Regions from separate parts of the Sus scrofa genome. Here region 2 is linked to region 1. Evidence: chromatin contacts called from public HiChIP or PLAC-seq data. All regions are on one chromosome and are shown on one strand. Each heading gives the region's core, a stretch centred on a gene start, on an enhancer-like site or on the middle of the called end of the contact. The rest is flanking DNA. Distances are from core to core; before and after follow the strand shown.

What was found. HiChIP or PLAC-seq counts read pairs in DNA pulled down with a chosen protein or histone mark.
Region 2: an H3K27ac HiChIP or PLAC-seq map of skeletal muscle shows a contact between it and region 1. The contact joins two enhancer-like sites. A contact is called at or near these places in 5 of 47 Hi-C or Micro-C datasets (fetal skeletal muscle, heart right ventricle, psoas muscle and 2 more) and 1 of 2 datasets of contacts at active chromatin or transcription factors (skeletal muscle).

What each region holds. Positions count from the first base shown.
Region 1 is chr13:145,546,690-145,551,019 of Sscrofa11.1, reverse strand. The region is part of intron 5 of ZBTB20 (zinc finger and BTB domain-containing protein 20); the gene reads right to left. Among named protein-coding and RNA genes, the nearest start is that of DRD3, 220 kb to the left of the region's middle. Within about 2 kb of position 1,634, at least 10 of the 83 cell types and tissues checked have an H3K27ac peak or open chromatin away from gene starts, as enhancers often do. A contact at or near this core is called in skeletal muscle, where this site is marked.
Region 2 is chr13:145,614,624-145,619,413 of Sscrofa11.1, reverse strand. The region is part of intron 8 of ZBTB20 (zinc finger and BTB domain-containing protein 20); the gene reads right to left. Among named protein-coding and RNA genes, the nearest start is that of DRD3, 150 kb to the left of the region's middle. Within about 2 kb of position 1,738, at least 17 of the 83 cell types and tissues checked have an H3K27ac peak or open chromatin away from gene starts, as enhancers often do. A contact at or near this core is called in skeletal muscle, where this site is marked.

The sequences.
Region 1 (4,330 bases), core at 385-2,884:
ATTGGATGAATATAAAATATAATCATTAATTTTGAATTAAGAGAGAAGGCACTATATCGTAGTCAGAGACTGGAAATCATGTGGAATGTTTCTAGTACACGAAATCTAAAGCCATTGATTTTACTTGTTCTATGCATTTGGACATGCTTTCCCCTCAGACTCTACCCCCAATTCAGTGCCCTGAGTAGCTCAGAAACAGGGCTCTCTCAGCCTTGCTGCTCCGCTTAGGCCCAGTCTCTGAGAGAGTATTTAGGTCAAGGATGAGGGTGGAGCTGGGGATAAAGCAAAGAACCTGGCTGAGCCATGTGTCTATTAGCTCCAACACACTACCTAATCTCCAAGTCATTTCGCTTACAGTTATATTTCAGTATATGCCACAGCAGAATGATTTCCTTTGAGATGAACAAAAATTGAGTGGCTAAAACTTAATGAATACAACTGGTTCAAAAAATTTGGATATGGAGGAAAATCACTAATAGTAAACTTAAGACCAGAGAAGTGATCGTATCATCCAGGCATTTCTCCTAAAAAGAAGGGAGGAGAGAAATAATTTAAGTGCCTACCATGTTTCAGACACTATGTTGGGGGATTTACCTATATTATCTTATTTAATCCTAATAAAAACCTTCCAGAGTAGAGATTATCACCCTCTTTTCTTCAAGTGAAGAAACTGAGGCACACCAAGATTGTGGTTTAACCAGACTCACAAAGTAGAAAGTACTTTATGACAAGCATACGCGGATCCAATTTTGTCTAGCTACAAAGCCCATGTTCTTTGCCAAAGTTTGCTAAGAGGGAAACCCAGAGGTGAAACAACTATGAATACCATCGGCAATATTTTTAGTGAGTGTCTGCTATATGGTGCTAAATTGTGTGCAGAAGTTTATACAAATATAAACACACATTTTCTGCCACCTTGACATTTAAATATGCTAACATGAATAAACTGACACTGGAGTCACCAAAAAGAATACCAAACGTAGAAAATTCAAATGATTCATGTACAAAGGGCATTTTTTTTTCCAGCTATAGAAGACAGTCTACCTGACATTGCAAAGCTTTTGTGCAACTAATGCTTAAAAACACAAACAAAATCCCCAAACTCTTTCAATAACAGAAAAACATGCACAATTCTCACACACAAAACAAAAATCTAGCACAGTCAATTCTCCAATAATTGCCAATAGATAGGGATTTTTCCTCAAAAATCTTTAAAGGTGAGCATCTAGTTTGTGAATAAAGGCTTCATTTTTAATCCAGGGTTGACATTATCACTGCCTCTGCTTACCTTGTCTTCATAAAGTGTGAAAAGGGAAAGAAGTTTGAGTTTTTCTTCCACATATGAAGGCTTAGCTGTGGGGAAAGGTTGTTTAAATAAAAACACCGAGTTTCTTTCCTAGTGGTGGGCTCAGGCATCAGGAGATCCCTCCTCCCTGCGTTCCACCATCCACACACACACAGACTCCACTTCAAGCTTCCGCCTAGTTGCATGAGGGGTAGGAAAAGGAAGGGAAGAAAAGAAAAGCGGGAAAGGGTGTAGGAGAGGAAGAAAGAGGGAGGGATAGGAAGAGTGTCTAAGGAAGTAGTGTCGTTCTCCAGAGTGCTCCAGAAAGTGAAAGTATGCAAAGAGCCAGCTAAGAAGCACGCAGCTCCCAGCTCTCCAGGGATGGCTCTCTCAGAGCCTGGGCTCCAGAACTCAAGCGTTCTGTGGCCAGGATGGTGTTGAAAGAAGGAAGACGCTGGACAAGGGTTGGCGAATGATGCTAGAGGGCTTTCTAGCCCCTTCTACACCACACGTAAACACAGTTTTATTCTCAAACTACTATAACTTTCCAGGATATAGCCAAATGCAAGGAAAAGGTGCGTTCTAAGACGAAACGTGATGTGAGAATTTTTTAATGTTTTATTATGATACTACAATTATTTATTTATAATTGTTATCTCTCTAAAACACTGCAGCCTTTCATTGCCACTTAATAATCATGAGCTGACAACATGTCATTTAATTGTTTTGCTAAAGAAGTAAAAAAGAGGGATTGAGGTGGACAGGAATTATATTGCAATAATAAGGACACATGACCAATAGCCTCAAATCAAAAACTAAAGTGTTGACAGCGAGGTTCTGACATCGTGCGGATTTGTCTAATTTTTCCACCATCAGGAGCAAAGGTGAAATTTAAGTTGTAATAGGCCCTCAAAAGATAGTATTGATGGTTATGCGGTTAGCCTTTTTTTCAATAAAATTCATGGTTGGGATTTCAAACATTCCCCCGTGTTAGAAACAGCATTCACATTAGCTTTTTTGGGGGTGGGGGGGTCCTACGGGGGAGGAAAGGAGGAGAGAAGGAAGCATTAGCACCAAAAATCTCCAGTCTTCTTCTTCCACCTTGACGGGGGTTAGCTGAAGGCCATGGAGAATAAGGATGTGCCGTCATCTCTTTCTTATACAGACGGCAGAAGGGGGGAAACCACACACTTGTATTTTGCTAATGTAAAAGTCCCAGTGGAAACATTAGCACTCAAAGACATTAATGTGGATTTGGGACACTCCCTGAAGGATTTTGATTCCATTAGAAAAAAAAAAAAAAAGACAGTGACAGATATAATCCTGCTTTGATATGTTTAATGCCATTTAAAGAGAAACTGCACCCATTTACCTCAGGCCGGGACACCAAGAGTTCAAAAAGTGAAATATCATTTCTCAGTGCAAAGAAGAAGCTTGGAAAATATTATGTGAAAATTAATTTGGCATGCTTCTTTGAAATTTTAGATTTCTGGGATGAGCAAATGGGTACAGTTTTCTTTTAACTGTTTTTGAACACCATGTGTTGAGAAGAAAACAACAGAATGGCAATTGCTCATCCAAAATGCTAACTTGTGGCATGGCACAGTCAAGATGGCCTGCCACAGCCAAAAAGCAGGTGTATGCTATGCCTCTCACTTCAGTAGCATGCACGCCACATGTCCCTGCATTCGGCAACCTCTTGCATTTGCTTTTGGAACCTTTTTGAGGGGGACAGTAAACATGACTCAACAGAACGTCAAGCCTGGGAGAGACTGGCTCCCCCCAGCTTTCTATGAGACAGACTCTCTGAGGCAAAACTGGAATAATGTATCTATTTTGGAATTCTGTGACCCAGCCTCAAAGTGACTGGCTTTAGATCATCTCATGTGGCTGAAATTTAGGATCTAATCAGATTGGAGAGTAACGGTGAAGCTTTTGTGTGGCTGGAGAGGGCCTAGGCAATCAGCTGTTTCATTTGGGCTGAGGACACAGTTAACGCAGCTAGTACAGATCATATGCACCTAATGGGAAAGCTCAGAGTAATAAACTTCTCACTCCTCAGGTCCACAAATAAGCACAACACAAAGGATTGTTCAAAGTTATTTAGTGTGCTGGGATGCCAAAGCTTGCTCAGTCTAAGGTTATGAATCTGATCTTAAATTTGTTCCAGGAATTAAAATGCTTTAATATAGATGAGGTCTTATTCAACTATGTAACAGTCCTATGAGGAAGAAGAGGAGACAGAAAAAAAAAAAAAAAAGACTGTCCTTTTCCTCCTAAGAATGAAAATTCATGACCACTTTTAAGCCTAAGCCAGGTTATCATGTGGGAAAAAAATCTCAAAGTATCTGTGTTGTAGGTGTTGGCAAGGTCTGAAAATAAAGCTGTAGATGGGGCTCAAAATGACTATTTCAACATAAAGAAAGGGGTTATTACTGCTTTATTCTTCGACTAATTTATAAATCAATAACCATTTATTAAAAACCTACTATGTGAAAATACTATTTGCCAAGAGTAAGGAAGTATGAAACCTATAAATACTAAATTGGAAACAAACTCTAAAGCTTTTCAGATATAATTGAATGATACACTCTCTGTAAGGTGCCTTCTGGATAGATATTTACAGAGTTCCGAAAAGCTAGTTTGTTGCCAAATACTTATATGCTATTGTTACTTTCATTCATTAAAATCACACTCTTCACTATTTACCTACCTTTTATTTCTGATGGTACCTTCTAGGTGTTGGAGATACAAGCTGTGTAGAAATACAACCTCTGTATTTATGAAGCTTACTGTGCAGTGGTAGGCGGAATGAGACACACATAAACATACTCTAGTACAGGACAGTATGTAATCAGTGCCAAATGAGACATACAAATAAGTGCTTTAACAGTTCAGAAGAAGCAAGACCTTTTGGCTGAGGAACAACCCTTTCATAGACTAAAGTTGTTCAATACACAAAAAGGAAGGATTTGGACCAAGCATGAAGGCATCAGCCATCAGAGGTTTAGCTGGAATATGAGGGGAGTGGTATGTACTCTGTAT
Region 2 (4,790 bases), core at 489-2,988, 68 kb before region 1:
TAAAAGTTGACTGAATTTCTTGCTGACTTAGGGGTCTTGGGTTTGATTTTCTATAGAAAAATAGGGAAATGTTTCTCGCAGCTGAATGTCATGGAATAGGTCTGAACTTCCTATTGTTAGTCCTTAACAGTATGTTCTTGATTATTGCGTCTTTTCATTTTTCTTCATTGTGCCTGCCTTACCTCTATGAGAAGACTCTAAACTTCCTGAAGGCTATGACCATGACCACAAATTATCAGATCCCTCACACTGACCAACATACTTCTTTCCACTGAGTAGGTCTTGTCTGAGGGTTTGTTTGCTCAGCTCTCCCCCTCACATCACAAAGGTGCTCACAATGTGTGGGGGCCTTACTGCTCCCAGGAGTATGCCTTTTCTCTGGGCTATGTCTGTAGGCTGAGCCCCAGGGGTGTTCCGTCCTTTCAGTTCTGGGTAATGTTCTTCTTCCTGTCCTTTATTACCATACTCCCAGTCATCTGGGACTTTCAATGTTCAGTATGAATTCAGGGTCTAAGGTAATTGGTTTTTCATGTGTTCACTGTATTTCCCACAATCTGTGCTCCTTCATTAATGATTTTGGACACATACCATACTGTCCTCATCTCTCTGCTTCCACTTCCCCCAAGAGACAGCTCATTAAGTCCTCCTATCATTGAAGATTCATTGGAACTTAAAGATGAGCCACACCTTGTAACTCAAAGTGAGAAGAGATGACTAATCTGTGATGTGATATAAAAATGATCGAGTCGGTGTTCCCGTCATGGCTCAGCGGAAACGAATCTGACTAGGAAATATGAGGTTGCGGGTTCCATCCCTGGCCTCACTCAGTGGGTTAAGGATCCGGCATTGCTGTGCGCTGCGGCACAGGTTGCAGATGCAGCTCAGATCTGGCGTTGCTGGGGCTCTGGTGTAGGCCAGCAGCTGTAGCTCTGATTCGACCCCTAGCCTGGGAACCTCCATATGCAGCAGGTGTGGCCCTAAAAAGCAAAAAAAAAAAAAAAAAAAAAAAGATCAGGCCAAAGACATGGAAATAACTTAAATGTCCCTCAGCAGAGGAATGGATAAAGATGTGGTGTATATGTAAATGTGTATGTACACACACACACACACACACACAATACTACTCACTCAACATGAATGGACCTACAGATAATCATACTAAGCAGTGAGTCAGAAAGAAAAAGGCAAATATCATATGACATCACTTATACGTGGACTCTAAAATACAACACAAATGAACATATCTGCAAAACAGAACAGACTCACAGACATAGAGAACAGACCTAATGGCTGCAGGTGTCGGGGAGGATTGGGAGTTTGGGATGAGCAGATGCAAATTGGTGTATATAGGATAGATAAACAATAAGGTCCAACTGTAGAGCACAGAGAACTATATTCAATATCGTGTGAGAAACCAAAATGTGAAAGAATATGAGAAATAATACAGATATATCTGAATCACTCTGCTGTACAGCAGAAATTAACACATTATAAGGCAACTACAATAAAATGAAAAATAAATAAATAAAAGTTGACAGTAAATTAGGAAAAAAAAAGATCAGGCCAAATTCCTACCACTCTTGCCTAACTTAGGGAAGCTAAACTGCTTGGTAACAGATGTTACAGAGATATCTATCAATCAGCTTTGATAAGGGGTATTTATATTTGCATAAACAGTGTCAGGGATTGTTTAGAATCTTTTCACTTGGTGGCCACTGGGTGTCCTCATTTACAAAGTAAATATGCAATATTTAGTGCAGGTCACCAGAGAGAATAAAAGGCTCTAGTTTTCTCTTTGGCCTTTCACATACTGGGTATAAATTTATTGCTGAACTCACAACCAGGTCACATATTAGTCATGTTTAAAAACCTTCAGGTCAAACTGTTAAGGTTTATAACCAAAAGTAACTTCGGCAGGTTCCAGACATGAATTTACAAGGCTGTTTCCTTAGTAGAGGGGACTGTGAGCCAGTTATTAGAATGAACCCTTATTCATTTGAAAATTGGCATGGGATTTTGACTATTTGCCGAGAGAGCCAGGAGAGAGAAGCAGAGAAGGTCTTAATTTATTCTTGAAAGAAAAGAGAACATCAACTATCTCCATGGGATATTTGTTAAATTCTGTTTTTATCTCAACTTTTCTGAAAACCAATTAAAAATAATAATGAGAAAGATAAAATATGTCCTTTGCTTGGGGAACCTGAAATAATGTGAAAAATAATACAATGAGCTGTGTCATATAATGGTTATCAATCATTTCATATTTCAAGACAAAGAATTGTTATTCCTTTGTGGACCAGTTATTCCACGTGCAAAAGAAAGATGTCTGTGCTTCACAAGGATGTTACAGGACAAACAGAATGTGAAGGCACGAAGCATTCCGAAGAAGAGAAACTGTATGCAAGATAGATTTAAGGCATTACTAATATTCTAATTATGGTTGAGTCACAGTTGTATGACTTGTTCCTGATGGCAGACAGAAGTCAAGGCCAGAGCTCCCAGAGCCAACAAATATTTACTGTTTCAGCCACACCAAGGCACTGTGTGTGACATACTGCTTGGCAATCACTTCGTTCTCCCTAAAGTGACTTTTTGCATGCTTAGGTTTGTCAGTGCTTCTAAATTTAGATTATATACATCTTGGATGAGATTATTTCCTTGCAGGGCCAAAAGGATTTCCTTCTCCCCACCTTGCAAATTCTCAAACTTGAAATACAGAACTGCTGAAGATATTAACAATACCTGCTTTAACTAGCTTTAACTTGCTTTTTAAAAGCAAAGTTAACTGTACTTTTTTTTCACTAGTGTATATCCCCGGATGAATAATTATTTCACATCATTTCAGTATATAAACTAGCAGTATGATTCGGTGCCATAGCTAACAATTTATACAGATATCAGGGAAACTAGGAAGGTCCGAGGGCCCTTCGTTGCCTTTCCGAGATGTTCTCTGGCTGACTTGGCTTTGCTTGACAGCCTTTTCTGTTTCTAAAGGACCACCCACCCATGCCTCTAGTACAGCCATTTCTAACTCTTAATCAACAGTTTAAATCCCCAATAATGCATAATAGCTGGGTCACTTTCACCCTGAGTGTCTTCTAAAGAATCACCATGTATTCAGAGTGTATAGAAGTGTCTCCTTTCTTCTACAGATTCTTAAATTCCTGGGATTTACAGCATTTGCCAGCTCTTTAATGAGCAGATTAATTTCTGAACTAATGTAACCCTAAGACACATATCTGCAGAGCCCTCCTGATTGTGTTTTACCCTAAAGCCTTTCTCTTTTCAGTTTCCTCAGTTTGCTCCTTTAATTTCACTTTTAGAACTTCTTGAGGCTCGGTGGCTGAGCCACACAGCACAGGTCTTATCTGATGTGCCGGCGCCTGGTGTGGTCTAAGACACACTGGTGTTTTGTTCTTGAAGTACAAGACTGATGTTCTGAAACCTAGATTCCAACACAAAGGAGATCATTAGCTTGTTTTGAGTGTCTCTTTTCTTCTCTACCGTCCTTCCCCTACCCTCTCTAATACTTCCTTAGTCCTGTGCACTGGCAGCAGATGGCAACCATATTCCGAAGCTGAGTTATGTACGAAATCGTGCCACGGAGAACAGAGTGGCTTCAAAGTTAGCTTTCTATTCAAGTGGGATGGCAGAGACTTCTGGAGGGGTGAACTCATCCTTCGTTCATTTAATCCACTATGCATTCAGCCAGGAATTTGTTATTCGACACATCTTTCTACTGTCCAGCTAGTTGAGGGAGGGTGGGTGTGAAGAACTCTCTTGAGGGCCCTTCCAGCAGGAGGGCACCAGGATTCTATGCCAACCTCTTGTTTCCCTAGGCTGTGCCTTCTGCAGATCACATCCCACCATTCCCTTGAGGGGAGCTTGGGAGCACTGGGTGTGGGAGGATTTCTCAAGAACTGTCTCCTTGCTAGACTGGCAGTCACATGCTGTATTCCCTAGGCAAAGCTTAGACCAGGGAAAAGGGTGAGACAAGGAGGAGGGTGTAGGGTTGCAGCAAACTGTGCAGGATAGTACAGTGATGGGAAGTCGGAGTGGGGAAAACCTTTCCTTTTTTGTTGTTTCAAGGTTTGCTGGAGCTTTCATCTAATCATCTGTTTGAGCATCTTGAAAATAAGTGTCTATTTTCATGATATCTATCAAAAACAGGCACCAGATTATCCTACAAAGTCGACCTTAACCCTGCCATATTGCTACTAGAATCAAAACATGTAGCAGCCTACATCCAACAGAAAAGTGATTCTGTTTTCCTAGCATAAAAATCAGAGGGTATCTGAGATGCACTCTGTTTTGTAGGTCTGCTGAATGAAAACAATTAGGTAAAAAATCAGTATCGCTACTTTTATAAATGTGAGAAATGCTCACAAACACACCGCACCCTCACTTTTGTCCAGTTCTTCCTACCACACTCATTCATCTAGTTATTCATTCAATATAAACATTTGCTGAGCACCTACTGTGGCTAAGCACTCCTCTGTGAGGTGCTAGGAATTCAGCAGTGAACAAGAGAGACAGGATTTCTGCCCTTAGGAATTCTTCCACCTGGCCAAAATAAGCATTTAATAACTAACTGCTACAATATTATTTGAGCAACAGGAATGATTAATTTGTCTTACCTAGTATTTCTTCTGACTCTTTCTCAAACATATTTCTTGAAGGTCCAGACTCCTTTAACCAAGAAGTTCTGTCTTAAGGCTCTCTCTATTGTTATATTCATTCCTTTCCTGGCTACAATGTTAAGAGTTCAGATTGCAACTGCTACTCTTTTT